Regions from separate parts of the Canis lupus genome. Here region 1 is linked to region 2. A link is a contact called in public Hi-C data. All regions are on one chromosome and are shown on one strand. Each heading gives the region's core, a stretch centred on a gene start, on an enhancer-like site or on the middle of the called end of the contact. The rest is flanking DNA. Distances are from core to core; before and after follow the strand shown. Region 1 holds the start of C5H11orf65 (protein MFI). Region 2 holds the start of DDX10 (probable ATP-dependent RNA helicase DDX10).

Evidence for each region. A called contact is a pair of places that touch in the nucleus more often than the background predicts.
Region 1: a Hi-C map of blood shows a contact between it and region 2, with 2.7 times the contacts expected there. The contact joins the promoter of C5H11orf65 here to the promoter of DDX10 in region 2. A contact is called at or near these places in 2 of 9 Hi-C or Micro-C datasets (both in blood).

What each region holds. Positions count from the first base shown.
Region 1 is chr5:24,141,819-24,147,741 of UU_Cfam_GSD_1.0, forward strand. C5H11orf65 (protein MFI) reads left to right here and starts at 1,648. Exons shown (of 10, transcript XM_038536274.1): 1 at 1,648-1,754; 2 at 3,515-3,644. The coding sequence starts at 3,632.
Region 2 is chr5:23,972,193-23,978,357 of UU_Cfam_GSD_1.0, forward strand. DDX10 (probable ATP-dependent RNA helicase DDX10) reads right to left here and starts at 1,985. Exons shown (of 15, transcript XM_038536261.1): 1 at 1,675-1,985. The coding sequence starts at 1,860.

The sequences.
Region 1 (5,923 bases), core at 398-2,897, 170 kb after region 2:
GCGCTTGTGTGGCATAGTGGGTTGAGCCTCCCACTCTTGGTTTTGGCTCAGATCATGATCTCAGGGCCATGCTCCAGGATCAGGGGAGTCTGCTCTAGATTTTCTTTCTCCCTCTGCCCCTCCCCCTGGTTGCACACATGCTCTTTCTTTTTCTCAAATAAGTAAATCAAGAAAGAAAGAAAGAAAGAAAGAAAGAAAGAAAGAAAGAAAAAGCAAGAAGAAAGAAGAAAGCACTCAAGAAAGTAAAGAAATAAATAACTCCATGCACGAAAGAACGAAAGCACTCACAAAGACAGAAAGCAAGAAAGAGAAAGAAGCGCCTACTAAGTAACTCCCTCCATACAGAAATCAAGCACCTAATACCTACATCCCCTCACTTTCACTCCCCTCTATCCCTCCCTCCCCTCCCTCCCCTCCCGTCCCTCCATCCTCCCTAACCTCCCTACCGCCACTCCATCACTCCCTCCCGTCGCCCGAAAAGAAAAAAGAGAAAAGAAAGAAAAGATCGTAACCACCTATACTTCTGTATTTCTGTTAATTGGTTTGGTCTAACTTTTATTGTGTCTTCATGAATGAATGGAGCAAGACTACTATCACTACCACTCAATCCCTAGTACGTAGAAATCTAACATTAAGGGGAAAGAGGGATGCCTGGGTGGTTCAGTGACTGCGTGTCTGTCTGCCTTCAGCTCAGCTCAGGATCCCAGGTTGTGATCCCGGGGTCCTGGGATCAAGTCCCCCATAGGGCTCCCCACAGGGAGCCTGCTCCGCCCTCCGTCTATATCTCTGCCTCTCTCTCTCTCTGTCTCTCATTAGTAAATTAAATCTTTTTTTAAAAAGCGAGGGGGAAGAAATTTTGGCTTGGCACCATTATTTTCTCTTATTTCACGTGAAAATACAAGAAGTGCGATGTCTTAGCGGGTTCAGGTTGCCATTATAATGGTTTAGTTGTAATTACATATTGTGTCAGATATTAACTAGGTTTATTGTAGTGACCACTTGGCAATATAAACAAGTAATATCATCATTATATTGTACACCTGAAACTAATGGTATCTGTCTATTATACCTCAATTTTAAAAAATGAAACAAAACTGGTTTAGGCTTTAGCCACTAAAGAGTTTAAATTTAGAAATTGCACTGGACTACAATCACCTGTCACTTATTCTTTGATCCTGGGCACGAGCTGCCACATAGCTAAAAGGATCCGTTTTTCTTATTTATGAATGAATGAACTACTTAAATATCAAAGATTATGTGTATTTCTCCCACATCTTTAATGCCCTTGGTGGAAATGAACAGCTTTGTAATAAGGTTAGCCCCAAATTCCAGAAATTCACGTTAGCTTCCGTTTCAAAATCCTTTGCCTCAAAGCCGTTTAACAATGGCGGGGGGGGGGGGGGGGGGTGGTATCCTGGAGACCCGGGATCGAGTCCCACGTCGGGCTCCCGGTGCTGGGAGCCTGCTTCTCCTCCTGCCTGTGTCTCTGCCTATCATAAATAAATTTAAAAAACAAAAACAAAAAAACAATGGCGGTGAGAGCTAACAGGTTCCACGTCCTCACGGCTTTGCGTTTGGCATCTCCTGGACACTGGGACAGCGAGGTCGGGGTGAGGGAAGGGCGGGGCTGGGGGCCAAGGGGCGGGGCCGGCGGCGGGGCCTCGAGGCGGGCCAGAACGGAAGTAGAGTCGCGTCACTTCCGACCGCGGTGTTAGCCAGGAGTCCGGAGCGTCTCTCACAGCAGCGATTAATAGGTGAAGGCGATGGTGGCCCCTCCCTCTCCGCGGGTACCACAGCCGTCCTGCCTGCTCGCCTCCAGAGCGCCCGGTCTGAGCCTACCCTTCTCTAGCCCTGAAGGCCCCCTGCCCTTGACTCCCGCGCCCCAGCCGCCCCCTTAAAAACGCTTGGTGTCCCTGCAGCGCCCGGTTTCCGGCGCCGCCCTCGCGAACCCCCTCTCTGGGGCAGGTCGCCCTCCCTGCTCGCCCTGCAGCCTCCCGGCCCCCCGGAAACACGGCTGCGCCCCCTTGAGGCCGAGGGCGAAATACTGGTTGATCCACCTCCCCTTCTCCCCGCCCCCACCCGGACTTTTTTTAGCGGTTCGCCCCCACGACCTGGTGTTCGTTCGCTTTCATTGCGTTATGTAGAGCTGGGAAAGGGGAAAGCGTCCTTGTGCAGTGTTGTCGTTTGCCTCCCTCCGCCCTCCGTATAAAGGCCCGCAACAAAGAAGGAAGAGCTAAATCACAAAACTGATGAAAAGGTCATGAAACGCTGGTTTTAGTCAGTAAAACCCAAGAGGATTTTGGCTCAGGTCATGATCCCAGAGTTGTGGGACTGAGCCTCCATGGGCTTGTGCTCTGTACTCGTTTGCACTCTCTCAAAATAAATAAAATCTTAAAAAAAAAAGAAAAAAAGAGAAAGAAAGAAAGAAGAAAGAAAGAGAAAGAAAGAAAGAAAGAAAGAAAGAAAGAAAGAAAGAAAGAAAGAAAGAAAGAAAGAAAGAAAGAAAGAAAGGAAAAGAAAGAAAGAAGAAAAAGAAAAGAAAAAAGAAAAGCAATTAATCCAAAAAAGGAGGTTAGATGCAGGGTTTTACATACCATTTTAACAAAGGGTGATAAATTTGTGAAGTGACAAGATGAAGTTTAATTGTAAGTTTAAATATTTTTAGTTCACTGTGTTTATAAACCAGCTTACAAAATTCTTGAAAATTTATATTTTGGTTCCTCTCAGCTAATACAAGCTAGCTATGGGACACCATCCAAACCAGAAGTTTCAATTTCCCATACAAGGATAGTATGGCTCCTGCCACCTATTTGACCTTCTTTCCACACTTCTGCCTCTTTTCTAAGCTCCAGTAACACTGATTTTTTTTTTTTTCTTACAGTCACTTGAACACACCAAGCTTTCGGGGCGTTTTTTATTTTATTTTTTATTTTTTTTAAGATTTTATTTATTCATAAGAGACACAGAGAGGCAGAGACACAGGCAGAGGGAGAAGCAGGCTCCATGCAGGGAGCCCAATGCAGGACTCGATCCCAGGAATCTGGGATCACGCCCAGAGCCGAAGACAGATGCTCAACCACTGAGCCACCCAGGCGTCCCTCAGGGCATTTTTTATATTCTATTTCCTGTGCCTGGAACTCTCATCTACAGTTTTCCTGTAGTTGCTTCTTTGCATCACGAAAATAATTAATGTCTTCACAGTAGAGGGTCCTTCCCTGACTACTTGCACTAAAAGAACCCTGATCATTCTTTGTCCCATTATTCTGTTTTTATCTTCTTTATTGCACATCCATTTCTTTGGGTTTTTACCTCCATATTTTATTTTATCTTACTAATTTTAAGTAGGCTCCATGTCCAGTGTGGGAGTTAAGCTCACAACCCTGAGATTAAAAGTCATGTGCTTTACTAACCAAGCCAGCCAGGCCTGCATTGCCACCCCTCCTCTTTAAATTTTAAATATTTACCTCCATATTTTAAATAACATGTTATTCTATTTTTTCTTGATTTCTTTTAGATGTAGTTATTAGTGGATTAGATTAAGACCCTTACTAAGATCCTACTAAGCCCCATCCAAGCAAGGAGACTGAAATCAAGAGTAAGAACTCAAGCAAGATTAAGATCCTTACAAGTGATGTCTGATACAGGTAAAGGGGTATTGAGTATTGGTGTACAGATGTTGATTTCTGGAATGTTCAGTAGAAAACCTGCTGAGTGTCCCTCCTGGACCTGACACTAAGACTAAACTTTAGAGAATTATTAGTGGTAAGGAACCTTTTAAAAAGTTGTAAGCCATTACTTTTGTAAAAAGTGAATTGCTAGAGAAAGGAAAACAAATAACAAAGATGGACCTTGCAAACCATAAGCCCATTGATGGTGTGTTTGTGTACCACAGCAGTGTCAGATTGCTATAAAACTTTGTGACTATTCTTAATTTCTTCATTTCATCTGGTAACATGCAATTTGGACACTAGTACAGGTCTATGAACCACACTCAGAGTAGCACAACTTTTAGAGATCCAACCCCTTTTGTCCTACTTACTTCTCGCTTTTGGGTCAAGCCTGCAATGAGTTGTCCTGCTGATGACAAATTTTTAAAAACTCTTCTTATTATTCAAGTATATACATCTGTTATAGAAGTAAGCAGAATAAACATTTAAAATTCCTCCTTAGTTCTGTCACCACTGTTAACATTCATATTCATACATACATAGATAAACACGTGTGCACACACCTACATATGTCACTTTATACCTTAAATCACTGAGCATTGATAACAGATAATAAATTTAATTATTAGAATACTAATAGACCTAAAATAGCCCTTGTGTCCCATTTGTGTTTAGTTTTTCATTTTTGTTAAACCTAGAAATTAAGTACTCTCATAGATTGTTTATAGGTGTAAATTGATCAGTGTTTCTGAGGACAGTATGGCAGTGTCGAAATTTTAATGTGCATACTCCATTCCTTTTTTATTTTTTATTCTTTTTTCTTTTAAAGATTATTTGAGAGAGGGCAGCCTGGGTGGCTCAGCAGTTTAGTGCCGCCTTCAGCCCAGGACGTGATCCTGGAGACCTGGGATCGAGTCCCATGTCGGGCTCCCTACATGGAGCCTGCTTCTCCCTCTTCCTGTGTCTCTGCCTCTCTCTCTCTCTGTGCCTCTCATGAGTAAATAAATAAAATATTTTTAAAATAAATAAATAAAGATTATTTGAGAGAGAGCGAGCAGGGGGAGAGGGAGAGGGAGAGAGAGAATCTCAAGCAGACACTTTGCTGAGCATGCCAGCCTCGATCTCATGACTCAGAAATCATGACCTGAACCAGAATCAAGAGACACTTAACCCACTGAGCCACCCATGCACCCACCCTTTCCTTTTGTAAATGCATACGTGTAACTGAACTATGTGCATATCATAAAACTAAAATCACACAGTATGAAAGAGTGTATGGGAATAAAACCACCTTCATATTCTAAATCCAGGTCCCTTAATCTCAGTCCTTCTCCAGAGGCACTCACTGTTGGTGGTTACTTGTATCGCCTTCAGGAGAAACTCAAAGCAAATAAATATATACTGTGCATGCCTGTGGGCACAGCAGTTCCATTTCTAAAAATCTATCCAACAGAAATGGTTGTACATGTACCCAAATATATGCATACAGATATTCATTTTGTAATGGTTACAGCAAAAAATAGAAACAATCCAAGTGTTTACTTCTAAAGAACAAATAAATTATGATATATTCAGGAATACTGTGCAACTATAAAGAGTGAGGGAGATCTGTATGTCTTAACATGGAAAAGCCTCCAATAGATGCTGTTAAGTAAAGAAAGCAGAAAATATGTATAGTTTCATCACACCAATGCAAACAGACTGTGGGGTATGTGTGTATACATATATATGGATGTACATGTGTATATATAGTTAAAATGTAAATAAATATAACAAAAGATCTGGAAGAGTCACACATCTATTAACAGATAAAAATAACCTTTGAAAAGAGGATTTGTCTAGAAGAAATGGAGATGGAGGATTTTCAACTTTTACTCTCTTGTTCTATACTTGAAATTTTCACTATAAGAATGTGTGTCATTTATATAATAACTTCTAAAGTAACTAAATCTAGACAGTATGAATAATTTTGGACTTTAAATAATAATGAGATATTAAATGAGGAATGATATTTACACATTCTTCTAATGCCATTCAAATATTGCTCTGATTCTGTGGTTATTTATGAACAACCAAATAACTACAATCTGTATTTTGACCAGTGAAAAAGAACATGGACAGGAAAATGAGTAATGAATTAAGGTGACTAGTATGTTTCAAAATTCAATATAATTATTTTTTCTATTTTTTCTCACATTTCAAATTTGAAATTTTGGTATGATTTTTTAAAGTGACAATAAATCTCAAATGGCAAA
Region 2 (6,165 bases), core at 735-3,234:
GACACAGAACCCAAGGTAATGTGTCCATGGAGACAAAGTTTGGAGTGTGCAGCCACAAGCCAAGGAATGCAGCCACCAGGAGTGAGAAGTGAGAAGCAGGAAGAAATGGATTTTCCCTGAGAGCCTCCCGATGGACCATGGCCCTGCTGACACCTTGATTCCAGCACAGTGAAACAGATTTCAGACTTCTGGCTTTCAGAACTACGAGAGAACAAATTTCTGTTGTTTTAAGCCATGAAGTTTGTGGCAATTTGTTACAGTGGCAAGAGGGAACTAAAACGGTGAATTCTGGAGTCAAAGATAATGACCTTGTGTATTTAAAATATTCTGACAGGTAAAGACATCCACAGCACCATCGGAAAAAAAGAATACGAACTCAGAGGAGCTGTGGGTAGAATACAAAAGGGAGCCAATAACCCACAAGAATAAGCACTGGGATTACAAAAGAGAAGAAAGGCTGGGACCATACCCCTTAAACAAGTCTGGTTAGATAAAGAAGACTCTAAAATGCAATCAATGGTTTCTTAAAATGGTGTGCGTATGTCAATAGTAGTAATAACGTAACAGCTAATATATTTATATGTATCAGGCATTGTGCAGATAAGCTTTAGAGTCACTAACTTCTCCAAACAACTTATAAAACAGGTATTACTATGCCTTTTAAAGATAAGACAAGGGAAGCAGAGAGAGTAAGTAACCTGCCCACACATTCAACCGGTGACCAAAAGCCAGGATCAAATTATCATTTACCTTAACTCAAAAGCCTAAGCAAAGACAAAGGTTATCTATCTAATCTTGTTGACCTAAGGGTCCTTTAAAGGAAAGCCATACCAGCATGACACCTGATGACTATAATTCCAGAAACGTCCCACATATTAAATCCTTGACTACACCGCAGTAGAAGGGGCAATTACTGAGAGGGGAGTGAGGTGGGTGTCGGCCAACACATCGGGTTGCGGGGGGGGGGGGGGGGGGGGGGGGGGGGGGGGAGGCGCAAGAGGTCAAAATGGTAACTACAGGGCTATTCAGAACATCGAGTACAATGGGGGATGGCAGGTGCCAGGCACACACCAGGAGCCCAGCTTTCCTGTGCCAATTCCTGGACGGGGACACGAATCAGGGAGAGAAAATAAGCACAAGAAGGGACGCAGATGCGGCGTGAGGCTTTGGACTTGGAAAGACACGGGTATTTAGGCTGCAATCCCACACCACCTACTAACATGTGAGCTGAAAGCAAGTACGTTACCTTCTCGGAGCCTCCACGCTCTCACCTGCAAAATGGGAATAAGACCCAGACCCAGTTCAGGTCAAATAATTAACGTGAAGCACACGGTGAGGGGCTGAAATCGTAGGTGTCGTCAGTATGACTACTGCCGTTAGTACCACTGTTATTACCCCGTTTCACTAACTCCTTGCTCTTAAAGAGCCACTTCAGCCCCATCCTTTCTACCGAGCAGGGCGGCGAGCAGAAGAGCGACTGGAGGGTCCAGAGCCTGGTCCGCGGGGCCGGGCGGACCACCTGTGGGGCCTCAACTGTGCTGGGGGGCCCGGCCGCACCTGTCACCCCACCCCACCCCGTCTCCAGCCCCCCTTCGGCCCACCCATGACAGGTCTCCCACCGCCGCGAGGACGCGCAGCCCCGCGGCCCGCCCGCCGCGCCGCCCCCGGCCTCACCTTCTCGTAGTTCTGCGTGAGGCGGCTGATGGCCTCGCGTTCCACCTGCCACTCGGGCTTCTTCAGCTGCTTCCTCAACTGCTTCTTTTGGCTCTGCTTATGGCTGTGTTTCTTCTTCCAACGGTTGAAGCTCCGCACCGGGTCGGGCCGGCCGCCCGGCCCCCGAGAGTCGGCAGTTTTGCCCATAACAGCAGCGGCGGCGACAGAGCCGACCTCCCCCGGACACCAGAAGCCTCAGGCCAGCCGCACCGTCCGCAGTGAGGAGACGCGGAACCAGCGTGGGGATAGAGAGGCGACGGCGCGTGCGCGGAACCCGGAGCCCGCCCCCGAGCTTTTGAAACCGGGGCACGCGCCGTTGACGGCAAGCGAAGGCTGAACGCTGATTGGCTACTTGGATTCCGCAGGGCGTAGCGGGCAAGCCGCGGGGAGACGGAGGAGGAGCGATCTGAGGAAGGGGGCGGGGCTAGCGGCGCCTGGCGAGCGCCGGCTCTTTAAATGGGCGCATGCGCACGGGTTGCTGCTACTACGGTGACGTCACACGACTCGCTTCAGGGTTGTTAGTGCGCGCTTGCCCTGGGTTTAATCTTGGCAAAGCGTGCGCTTACGCACTCATGCACACTCTCGCGCACACGCGCACTTGCCCAAAGCTCAAACACCTATTTAATAACTTCCAAGTTGAATCTGAGTCAGGATACTGCCCCAGGAATAAAAAAATGAGTGTTCTATATCTTAATGTCCCTGTTTTTGCAGACCCCTCAGACTCCGCTGCAGCAGCAGGAAACAAGCAGAATTGAACTGAATTTGCCTTAAAATGCAGTTATGAAGACAAAATGAAAACTAAAAATAAAGAATTGGAAGAAAAGTTATTTGCAGGTTGGCCATTTACATGAATCGGCCTTCGATGAATGGGGGGAGGCTAAGATTTTATTTATTCATGAGAGACACAGAAGAGAGGCAGAGACATAGGCAGAGGAAGAAGCAGACTCCCCATTGAGCGAGGAATCCTGATGTGGGACTCGATCCCTGGACCCCAGAATCAAACCTGAGCCACAGGCAGATGCTCAATAACTGAGCCACGCAGGTGCCCAATGAATTGTTTTTTTGACACATTTATCTGCAGTGGCCACTAGTATACACTGGATAGAGATGAGGGCAGAGCTGTGGCAGGGAAAGAGATTAGGCTCAAAGTTCACATGCAGGCTGTTCAGGCCCTCATATTATTTTTCAGTGCCATATAGCCAGATGACTACCCCCAAACACATGCCCATTCCCTAGACAGAAGATGATTGGGGAAGCAGAGACTGTGACCCAGGGAATCTTCAAACCCAGGGTCCCTAGATGTGGTGGAGGGTAATGGTCAATAAAGGGAAGTTATTTAAAAGTTTCTATATACATCCACAAAAAATTAAAGATACAATGACCCTATGATCCAACAATTCTATTTCTGGATGTACACACAGAAGAATTGAAAGCAGGGTCTGAAATAGATGTTTACAAACCCGTATTCATAACAGCATTATTCCCAATATCTAAAAGGTGAAAGCAGCCTATGTGTCCATCCAAGAATACTGGATAAGCAAAAAGTGTTATGTAGGTATGTTGGAATACTATCAGGCCTTAAAAACAAAAGAAATCCTGACAATGCTGCAATGTGGATGAACCTTGAGGACATCATGGTGAGTGAAATTAGCCAGTCACAAAAAGTCCTGTGTGAATCCACTTGTCTGAGATATTTAGGGAGTCAAAATCAGAAATGAAAATAGAATAGAGGTTGACAGGAACATGGGAAGTTACTGCTTAATAAGTATATAGTTTCAGTTTTGTGGGATGAAAATAGTTTTGGAGGTTGGTAGCACAACAATGGGAATGTACTTAATGGCCACAGAACGATACACCTAAAAATGGTTTAAATGGTAAATTTCATTTTATCACAATTTTTAAAATTGTTTTAAGTATCTATATACAATGAATGAGGCTCTCAGCTCTATTACTCTCCTCCTAAAGCTAAAGCAGCTAGGTGTATACATACCTCCGGAAAAAAAAAAAAAAAAAAAAAAAAAAAAAAAAAACCTGAAAAAGTCATCCCTAGGAAAAATGGCCCAAGAGACAGACCTGGACCTGACAGCATTTATGCAACCACCAAAGAAATAGCAGGTTGCTAAACTGCCTCATCTCTTCAGTGAAGCCCACTCTTCATGAGCTCTCCCATGCACTAGTCATTTCTAATCAGCCCTACTCAAATATGAAAGAGTAATAAAAACCACCAAATGTTTCAGGAAATTCTTTGACTTAAATGTTGGAAGCTAAACCTAATAAACCAATGCAGAAAGCAAAAGAAATCTTCCAAAGAAATAATTAATATTTTTAGAAACATAAGGCATTGCTATACCCATGAAAAAGAACAAAAACTATTCAGAGAATGGAATAGAACTCTTAATAGAAATGATTTTGTTTGTAATGGAAATCAAATTTTTGACATAAAATAATAGAAAATTTGAAGTCTAATCACAATGAACTCACTCTCACATTCTGAAGTCATTAGGATGAAATAATTTGTAATATGAATAGTTCACATCTTGATTGCATAAAATGACACCTTTATGATGATTTCAACTTTTATTTGCCCCACTATCTTGTATTCTGTAGAAACGATCCCTAGGCAGGCTTTCAGTTTTGACATTGAGAACATTAGTTTTTCCAACATTTTTTTTTAAGATTTTATTTATTTATTCATAAGGACAGAGAGAGAGAGAGGCAGACAGAGGCAGAGGGAGAAGCAGTCTCCCTGCAAGGGGCCCGACGTGGGACTGGATCCTGGGTCTCCAGGATCACATCCTAGGCTGAAGATGGCGCTAAACCACTGAGCCACTCAGGCTGCCCTCCAACATTTTAATAGTGACATCTATGTTCTCCATTACTAACAAGTATTCAGAAAGCTCCTAAAGAGCTGAAAAGGATGTGGAAACATGCCTGGTACTAGTACTACAGACATAGGCAAAATTTCAATTGGGGGAGCAGCTATACTAAAATTTGCTGAAGGAGTGACAGAGGAAGTGTAATATTTGTTCCTCATCATTGATATCCTACTTCCTATTATTCATCAGTTATTTTCTACTGTAATTTTTTTCATAGTTGCTGTTTATCATCATAATTCTTTACATTACATATGTCTCTAAAACTGTGAAAATACCACTATATTCTTTCTGTACTTTAAAACATTTTTAATAAGATTATCTTGTTTGAAGGGTGCCTGGGTGGCTCAGTCAGTTAGGTGTCTGACTCTTGGTTTGAACTCAGGTCATGATCTCAGGGTTGTGAGATTGAGCCCCAGGTCTGGGCCCCAATCCATGGGGAGTTTGTTTTCTCTCTCCCTCTACCCCTCTCCCTGCTCACATGCTCTCTCACTCTCTCTCTCTGTCTACAAAAAAACAAGTAAATTTTTTAAAAAGACTATCTTGTTTGAGAAAGCAATAATACTCTAGTAGTGAATACAACTGTCCCCCAAATCTCAGTTTACAGATACCATTTTCCCAATCAAATGAATCAGAGCTCTTTGGAGAAAGAGCTAATTCTAGGGCTGGGGCAGAGCAGTACGGGATATCTTGAGGTGCCAGAAAATAAAGAGGAGCTCAAAGAATGATGGGAATGGAGGGCATTTATGATCTAGGTGGTAGTTTTAAAAATGTTTGCCTTAAGTACTTTTATTCCATTAGGCTTTATACCCATTTTATGTAGTTTTCTATAGGTATGTTCTATTTTAAATAAAAATAGTTTGCTTTTTTTTTGAGAGGAGTAATGTGCACACACAGGTGCACCAGTGTGAGATGGGGGAGGGGCAGAGGGAGAGAGAAAATCTTAAAGTAGGCTCCACACCCAAGGCAGTTTCCAATCCTACAACCCTGAGATCATGACCTGAGCAAAATTCAAGAGTTGAACACTTAACCGACTGAGCCACTCAGGCGCCCCAATAAAAATGGTTTATAATATAAAATGTCCACACTAAAAGAGTCATGCCAAATTAGTACTGAGGAAATAAATATAAATACAGGTGTTTTCGAAGTATTTCTTTGAGGGACACCTGGGTGGCTCAGTGGTTGAGCATCTGTCTTTAGCTCAGGCCATGATCCCGGGATCCAGGATTGAGTCCCACATTGGGCTCCCTGTGAGGAGCCTGCTTCTCCCTCTGCCTGTGTCTCTGTGCCTCTCTTTCTCTGTGTGTCTTTCATGAATAAATAAAATCTTTTTTTAAAAAAAGGCTAAAAAAAATGAAGTATTTCTCTGGCTAGCATTCTAACTTTTATCTAGATAATTTATCCGTAGGATGCCTGGGTGGCTCAGCGATTGAGCACCTGCCTTCCGCCTAGAGCATGATCCTGGGGACCCAGGTCGAGTCGCGCATTGGGCTCCCTGCATGGATCCTACTTCTCTCTCTGACTGTGTCTCTGCCTCTCTCTGTGTGTATCTCATGAATAAATAAATAAAATCTTTTTT